Linked DNA regions of Zea mays: region 1 is linked to region 2. The links are chromatin contacts, called in public Hi-C maps. All regions are on one chromosome and are shown on one strand. Each heading gives the region's core, a stretch centred on a gene start, on an enhancer-like site or on the middle of the called end of the contact. The rest is flanking DNA. Distances are from core to core; before and after follow the strand shown.

Region 1 (3,807 bases), core at 128-2,627, 160 kb after region 2:
CTATCAACAAATCTACAGGTGGTGCAATGGCCTTTCGGCTATAAATTCGACATGCTCCCAATTTATGATCGTCTGTTTGATCAAGACAATTCCTGATGAGCTTTCAAACAACAACAATCTCGGGGGAGGTGACAAAGCCACACTAGCAAAATCACTCAACATAGTAGTGAAAGGACAAGCTCAACGATGGTATTCTCTGTTTCACCCAAAGTCAATCCAATTTTGGGACCAAATAAAAGCCAACCTACTCATTGATTTCCAAGGATTTTAGCCAACGCGACTCACAATAGTAGATCTTTTCAACTGTAAACGACAACCTAAGGAACCTCTAACTCAATATTTCAGAAGATTCATTTGAATCAAATCACAAATGCCCAATATACCAGACAATGTGGTTTTCATAGCGTCAATTACAAGGCTTTGAATGGGGCAAAGTGCATCACACTTTGCTAGAGAGCCACCAAAATCTATTTCTAAACTTTACAAAGTCATGCATTTTTTTTGCAAATCGGCATAGATCATAAAAATGAACTGAAGAAGAAATGAGCACTCAAGCCCTAATAAAAAATAACCATAATCAACCCAAATGAACTGGTTTGGAGAGAAGACCTTTATCTTCCTTCCATCAAATAAACCATATCAACAGCAATAACGCAACAACTGTTAAAAGAAATTTTCAAAAGAGAAGTCACCAAAGAGACAGAACATTTGGTAGAGATGAAACAAGTTACAGAGGACACAAAGATGGACCGGTCACAAACCACTAAAACTTGAGAACATGTTCTATATAGTACACGAAAAAAGGACAGATTACATATCAGAAATATGTCCAAAAATGAAGAAAAAGCATTATCGAGGTACAAGAGGAAACAAAATTAACATCTTAGTCAAATACAATCAATCATGTCTTTGAGGACCAAGCTTCACCTCACCCATTAATTGTACTAATCGCACAACTCATTCAAATGCATCATTCCCATTCAATTATGATCACATTCAATCAGTACAAAATCAATGAAGACAACCAAGCTCTCAACAATCTAATTTTCAATTGCCCCAACAATATGTTTCAGCAGCAAACAACTACTCCCTTGGAAAGCCGCTAGTGAACGACAGCCGCCACATAATTGTAGCGTGTGCGTACGTGTGCATCCCACGGACGCCTCAGACGAAAAACACAGGCTTGTGTGGAGCATCCCTGGCCAATCAGCGTCCCTCCCTCCGACCACCAAATGGACCTCCTCCATGTCACCACCAAGGATTGAAGGATAAACTCTCCCTTGGCCACCGCCCATTCTCCGCCCCGCCTTATCCTCCCCTCATCCCCCGTACAAAACCGCGCTCCCTCCCGCCCGCCCGCCGCTCAAGCCACCTACACCACCACCTCGCCGGCCACACTCGTCTTTCTCACGAGCCACAGCCCACAGGTAAGCGTCGTTGCTTCACGCCCCGTTCCAATTCTCTGCACTGCATTACAGTCACAGCGCGTCCGTCCTGACTCCTGAGTCCTGACGCTCGCGCGCTGCTTTGCAACTCCTGATTGTCACTGCCGGTCTTGCCCGTCACCAGGCACAGGCAGGCTCTCGAGCTCAGTCCACCCATCGCAGGGGATGGCGTCGTCGTTCGCCGTGGCAACGGTCCCGTCGCTGGCGGCCCCGGCGGCCAAGAAGCGGTCCGGCGGCGTCACGTACGTGGAGGGCATGAACGCCTACAGCGGCCTCAAGGGGCTCAACAAGGTGAACATGCTCGGGGTGCGCAAGACCGCCGACTACTCCTTCGCCAAGGTCGTGGCGTCGCTCAGCCCCGCGGGCAGGAAGCGGCGCGGCGGCGCGTTCGGCGCCCAGATGAACGACGCCGCCGAGATCTTCAGGATCGCCGCCACCATGAACGGCCTCGTGCTCGTCGGCGTCGCCGTCGGGTTCGTGCTGCTCCGGGTGGAGGCCGCCGTCGAGGAGTCCGAGTAGGGTGCGTGGGCCTGCCACTGTCGGCTGTCGCCCCGGGCCGCAGTCTGCTTCAGAAACCGTGATATATATATAACCAGATGTACGCTTTCGAATCAATTTACTTTGGTATGTATCCATGACAATTGGTGAATACTGTGGAAATATGTTTTTGGAGTCGAGGCCTGCAATTGATCGATCTCCAGGTGATCACATCAATGACCGAGTGAGAGGAATGCAACCAAAGTTTTTTTTTGGGGGGTGCAGCTTATGGTCCCTTTGATGCTAGTTTTCAAACGTTAGTATTCCCTCTATCGATCCCGACAATAAATACGATAAATATTCTATTTAATTTTTAAGCACTATATTTATTTTGCCTCGTTCAAATTATCCATACATGTTATGGCCCGGATGGATTGCTATCTTGTTAGTCATGCACCGAGCATTTTAGGACGGATACTTTTTATCGACAATAACAAAGACATTTTGAGAACGAAAAAAATGGTTTGGAAAAAGTCATTCACTTCTTAATATTGTTTAGAGATTTATGTTCTAGCTTTTTTATCAGCTTTTTTAGCTGCTTCTTTTGTGAAGTCTATACTTCAATCAAGTTATTTTTTGGAAGTTGTTTAAATTTATAGAAATTAACAAAGATTTATATCATCTTTATTTTAATTTTTTTATTAAAATTGTTATACTCGCTTAAAGTCATGCGATGTATTAGTCTTCAAACCAAAGAAGAATCAAATGCATGGCCCTCCTGCTACATAATAGGCGCATGTCCTTTAAAAACAGCTGTTAAGGTTGTCTCTCCTGCTACATAATAGGTGCATGTGTTTTAGAAACAGTTGCTAAGGCCGACTCTAACATCTTTTTCTATCTCATTTCTTATTTTAAATTTTACTATATAAACAATATAAAACAGTATTTTATATTGACATATACACGATCTACTAAGCACAGTTTACCTGATTACACACATATAGACTATTGTCTTACAACCATTATAGGCGGATCTTGTGGGTCGAGAAATGTGCAACCTTTACCGACAAGCAACTTTTATATGTTACAACACCATGGTTCCATTAGAGAATGTACTACTCTAGTACAGTTTTTCAAGTAAAAGACATGTTTAACATATATATAGATATAATGAAGTGTATGTGTATCTAAATCCTAGCTACTAGTTAGTTGTTCATGTATCACTGTGATTTATATATATAATATATGGTTTTTTTACAATACAAACCAACATGAGTCATAGTAGTTAGAGGTGAGGTCTCTCTTTCTAAGAGACCAATGTTCAAAGCATGTAGGAAGGGGACAACGCACCATGAAACTCCTAGTATATTAATAACTATATCTTATTCAATAAATTTTTAAGACATGACTTATTTATGTAGATTGTATTATCTCTACTAAATTAAATCATCAATTTTCGTGGTCCCAGTGTTTCTACCATCATCGTGCCCTCACATTTAAATTGAAAAATGCTAATAATATTTATAAATAGGGATTCGAACCATGATTATTACTTTAAACTCATATTCACCTCCACCTAGCTAGCAGAACATATATATCTTTATATTTTATATTCTATATTTAAGCATAAATATGTTCTATATTAAATATCTAAGCAAAAATAGAAACCGTAGATGTACAGACAATTTGCTAGCATAAATACAAACCAACATGAGTTTATTTTTATTTTTTTACACTTACTTCTTAGAGACATCTCAGAGCATCTCAAACAAACTAGTTAAATAACCCGCCAAACTAAATTTTAGCTACTTAATAGCAAAATAACTCTTCAACGCACTGGCCATCCAATTTGTTAAGCTATCTAGCTTTTTAAATTAACTTTCTC
Region 2 (3,873 bases), core at 539-3,038:
TACTCCCAAAAAAAGTAATGCCAAAATGATGGAAAATATAGAGAAGGTTACTACCATTGGGATAAAAGCTTACTTCAACGGTGTCCCCGCTCTTAGCCACAACTCTCTTGATGAACACATCACCTGAGTTGTAGCCCAATGCCTACAAAGATTGTTCTGATTATAATAAGAAGCCCCGAAGAACTACATAAGACAATGGAGAAACAATGTATCACACCTGAAGGACTGGAGGTGCACGAAATATCACAATGTCCAAAATTTCTGGCTCCCGGAAAATGTACGAAACCTACAGCCACAATAGGGGCTAGACATTAGATGCATGTTCACCAATAGAAGCAGATGATACATTATAAATTCACATCTGTATTCATATAACAAAGGGAACCAAAATAAAACATACTACCTTCTCAGCAAGGATCCGGTCACCAACATCAAATGTTGGGAACATTGACCTGGATGGGATGGATCTCGGCTCAGCTAGGGATGATTTATAGAGCAGTGGCACGGTCACGGCGGCGAAGACTGTCTTTGCATCATCTGAGCATGAGCTCACCCACTTTGAGAGCCAACCAGTCTTCCTTCTCACCCCTGCACCAGCAGGAATACTAGCACCACTCTTCTTCACCATTCCAGCCACACCAGAGGCAATGGCTCCCCTTCCAATCTCAGCTGAACCTGAGGCGATGCTAGCACTACCAACCAATGCTTGTATGCCGACCTTGGAAGGAGCAGCAACAGCAGGTGATGGCACAGGGCAGGGAGATGGAGCGGCTGCGCGTTGTGTAGGACGGGGCGATGGTGCAGTTGTCCGCGGTACAGGCGAAGCAGTTGAACCTGCTGGGCGTCCTGAGCTGCGCGACGTCGTTGCAACAGTGACTATGTCGCTGCAGGGGAGCCACTTGCTCGCCTGCAAGAACGGGAGGAGCGCCGCAGGGTTGAACCCGGCTGATATTGACGGCGACGCAGCAAGGGAGGACGCACCAGCAATGCCACCAGTCGATCCCATCCCAGACGCGAACACCGACAGCAGCCCCACGGCCAACGAGGCTGGGGGGTCATCCACCGGCGGCGCCGCCTTCCCGGAACACGACCGCGGCAGCAGCAATGAGTGGCCGCCTCCTCTTGCTGCGGCGGCGGGGGCTAGAGCCTTGGACCTGGGCTTCGGGTGGTTGTGATCCTCGGCGTCATGGTGGGGGTCGGCGCGGCGGGAGGAAGCGAAGAGGCAGAAGGGGTGGGATAGCGCGTCCTGGAGGAAGCGGCACCCCGGGCCGAGCGCCGCGCTTGCGCCCGCAGCCACGGTGCAGCGGAGGCCGAAGGACGCGGCCAGGTTCTGCGCCACGTAGCCCGAGTAGGACACCGTAATGCGGATCGCCATCGCGGCCGCGCTTCGCGCACGAGCGAAGGCGGAGGAGGGTTCCCTTGGGTCCTTAGACCTTACTGAAGACAGCGGCCCATTCCGGTCGGGTGGCCGTCGGCGGGAGGGAGCGCGGGGTATCGGAGATCTAGAGTTCCGCGGGTGGGCAGCCGGAGGCGGCTACGCGGATCCTCGGAGTAGGATATAATATCGAGTAGCGGGGGTGGGTGACCGGCGAGGTGCGGCCTCGCCGGTGGCGGCCGCCGAGGTGAACGTCGGAGGCGGCGGGGTTGGTGAGGAAGGGGAGAGATGCGGGGTGCTGTGCTGTGCTGTGCTGTGCAGGGAGGCGGGAGGCCTGGACCCTGGAAGCCGGGAGGGAAGGGACGACGCGGAGTTACCGGATTTTTGGCCCAACTAGTTGGAACGAGTGCGGTGGCCACAGGCCAGTGGCTGGCCCGTGTGGGTGGGTAAAAACTGGATGTCGCGTGTTTTATAACATTCTGGAAAAGTAAATAGTAAAAAACGATTGAGAGTGAGAGACCTTTTCCATGCTTGGATAATTTGGTGCTCGGTGTACTTTGTGCTTCCCATCACTAGTATATCTGTACATTGATGCCTTGATGCTTATGGTATTTTTCATATCCTATTTTCAGTAGAAGAAAAGAAGCTTTGTGGATATTTATATTTAATCACATCTATACTACTCTTTAAGACAATAGTGTAGGCGTCCATATCCACGGTTATGCCCCTATCCTCCGCGATCCCCAAGCGCGCAAATCCCGTCTCTAGCGCACTCGTCGCTCGCGAGATCTCGACGCCGCCGCCGAGGCCCCAGCACCGATCGTGGCAGCAGAGGAAGAGAGGGAGGTGGTGGGCTTGTCCAGGGCGACAGCACCTGCACCGATCGTGGCAGCAAATGATGAAGGGAGGGAGGCGGCGGGCTTGTCCACGGCGAAAATGGCCATCTCCGGCATGGTCGCCCCTAGCTCTAGAGACGGTGCCGTGGTAGGGTGGGCTGCGCGTGGCGGCTGCCCAGGTGCCGAGGTGCGGTCGTGATGCTCGGGAGCCGCAACAGCCAGCCGCCACCTCCCCCGTGGCCCTGCCCCCAAACCCGCGATCCTCTCGAGCCGCCCCCACCCCGCCCCACCGTTCTCTAGCAGTCTGGCTCCATCCGCAAGCCCCGCACGTCTCCATGATTCCACGCCCCCCGCCACCAGCTCTACACCCGGTGCTCCGCCTCCATGCCGCAGATCGATCACGTCCCCACTCCCCAAGGCTTTGGTTTACACCGGCAACTATTCGCCCTTCCCTACTAAATCTGCGATCATTTCTTCTCGATTGTGACCATGGCGACTCAGGTATCCCTCGTCATGTGGAGGGCGGTCTTCTCAGCGCTAGGCTTGCTCGTGGTGGCCACGCTGGTGTACACATTGGCCACTGACGGCTCGCTGTTCCATCCTGAGCTGGTTACGCCGTAAGTACTGCTTTTAGCAACGTTTCTAGCTTCTTATGTGCACGGTTCTATATTAGTAGGAACCCACCACATTTTTGTGGAAACAGGTATTTGTGAGGGATTCGGGTTATATTTGAGTTGTATGCTGAGAACAAGGATGAGACTAAAGAATTCTTTCAAACAACAGCTGGTGCCATTTTTCTCTCTTAATTTTCATGAGCATCCAACACATAAAATTGAACGTTTCATCTAAGCTGAGCAGGTTCATCATTTTTATTCTTACATTTAAAATTGTTCTTTTGAGGAGTAATTCAGAACATATTAGTGCCTTATAACGTATGTCTTCTCTTAAATTCAGAACATATTAATGCCTGAATGATGGTCTTCTACCAATCGTGAGTTGATACATGTTTATGCCTTTTATGGTTTTCTTCAAAAGGTTGGCAGTGAATACAACTTTACAAATGTAATTTCTCTCAAGGAGCTATTCAGGCAACTTTGTATTGTTAATTAGAATTTTTTGGATCATGTAGAGGAATGTTTCTAACTCTAATAATCACAGGGATTAGCATGGGGAGGTATATGGGACAGGGAGTAGTAATGTTTGTCTGGTTATGAATGCATTCAAGAAAGAATATCTAAAATAACTCCCAAATCCAAATAGTATGGCGAGCATTGTAAAATCATTATAACGAATTTTTGCTTTTAAAGTTCTGCTCTCTTTGCAGGTCAATTTTGCTACTTAGCATTCTTTTAGATATCATAACTTGTTGCATTCTTAATTTGTTCCCACATGTATAAGTTTTAGGCAAAGAAGGAAATGGTTATTTGAAGCTTCCCGTTTTGCCTTAAAATATGCTCTCTTTTCATTTCCTAAAATTAAACCATCTCTTTTATTAAAACTCCATGGCGTTTTAGCCTCTCTCCAATATTTAACTCATTCATTTAACTCTGATGAATGATTTGTAATGATTTTTGTTAACCTCGTAGCAACGCAGACACCTAAATTATTTTTATTCTTCACTACATGTTACCTTCTCTGTGGTACGGGAGTAATATATAGTGA

The links. A called contact is a pair of places that touch in the nucleus more often than the background predicts.
Region 1: a Hi-C map of endosperm shows a contact between it and region 2, with 2.7 times the contacts expected there. The contact joins the promoter of LOC100281020 here to the promoter of LOC100284377 in region 2. A contact is called at or near these places in 5 of 25 Hi-C or Micro-C datasets (ear, endosperm, leaf and 2 more).

What each region holds. Positions count from the first base shown.
Region 1 is chr1:287,497,111-287,500,917 of Zm-B73-REFERENCE-NAM-5.0, forward strand. It overlaps LOC100281020 (plastoquinol-plastocyanin reductase), which reads left to right and starts at 1,378. Exons shown (of 2, transcript NM_001368340.1): 1 at 1,378-1,427; 2 at 1,570-2,131. The coding sequence starts at 1,611. The coding sequence ends at 1,964.
Region 2 is chr1:287,338,541-287,342,413 of Zm-B73-REFERENCE-NAM-5.0, forward strand. LOC100284377 reads right to left here and starts at 1,789. Exons shown (of 6, transcript NM_001366698.1): 1 at 404-1,789; 2 at 218-286; 3 at 74-142. The coding sequence starts at 1,375. It overlaps LOC111590572, which reads left to right and starts at 2,043. Exons shown (of 3, transcript XR_004855647.1): 1 at 2,043-2,828; 2 at 2,915-3,873.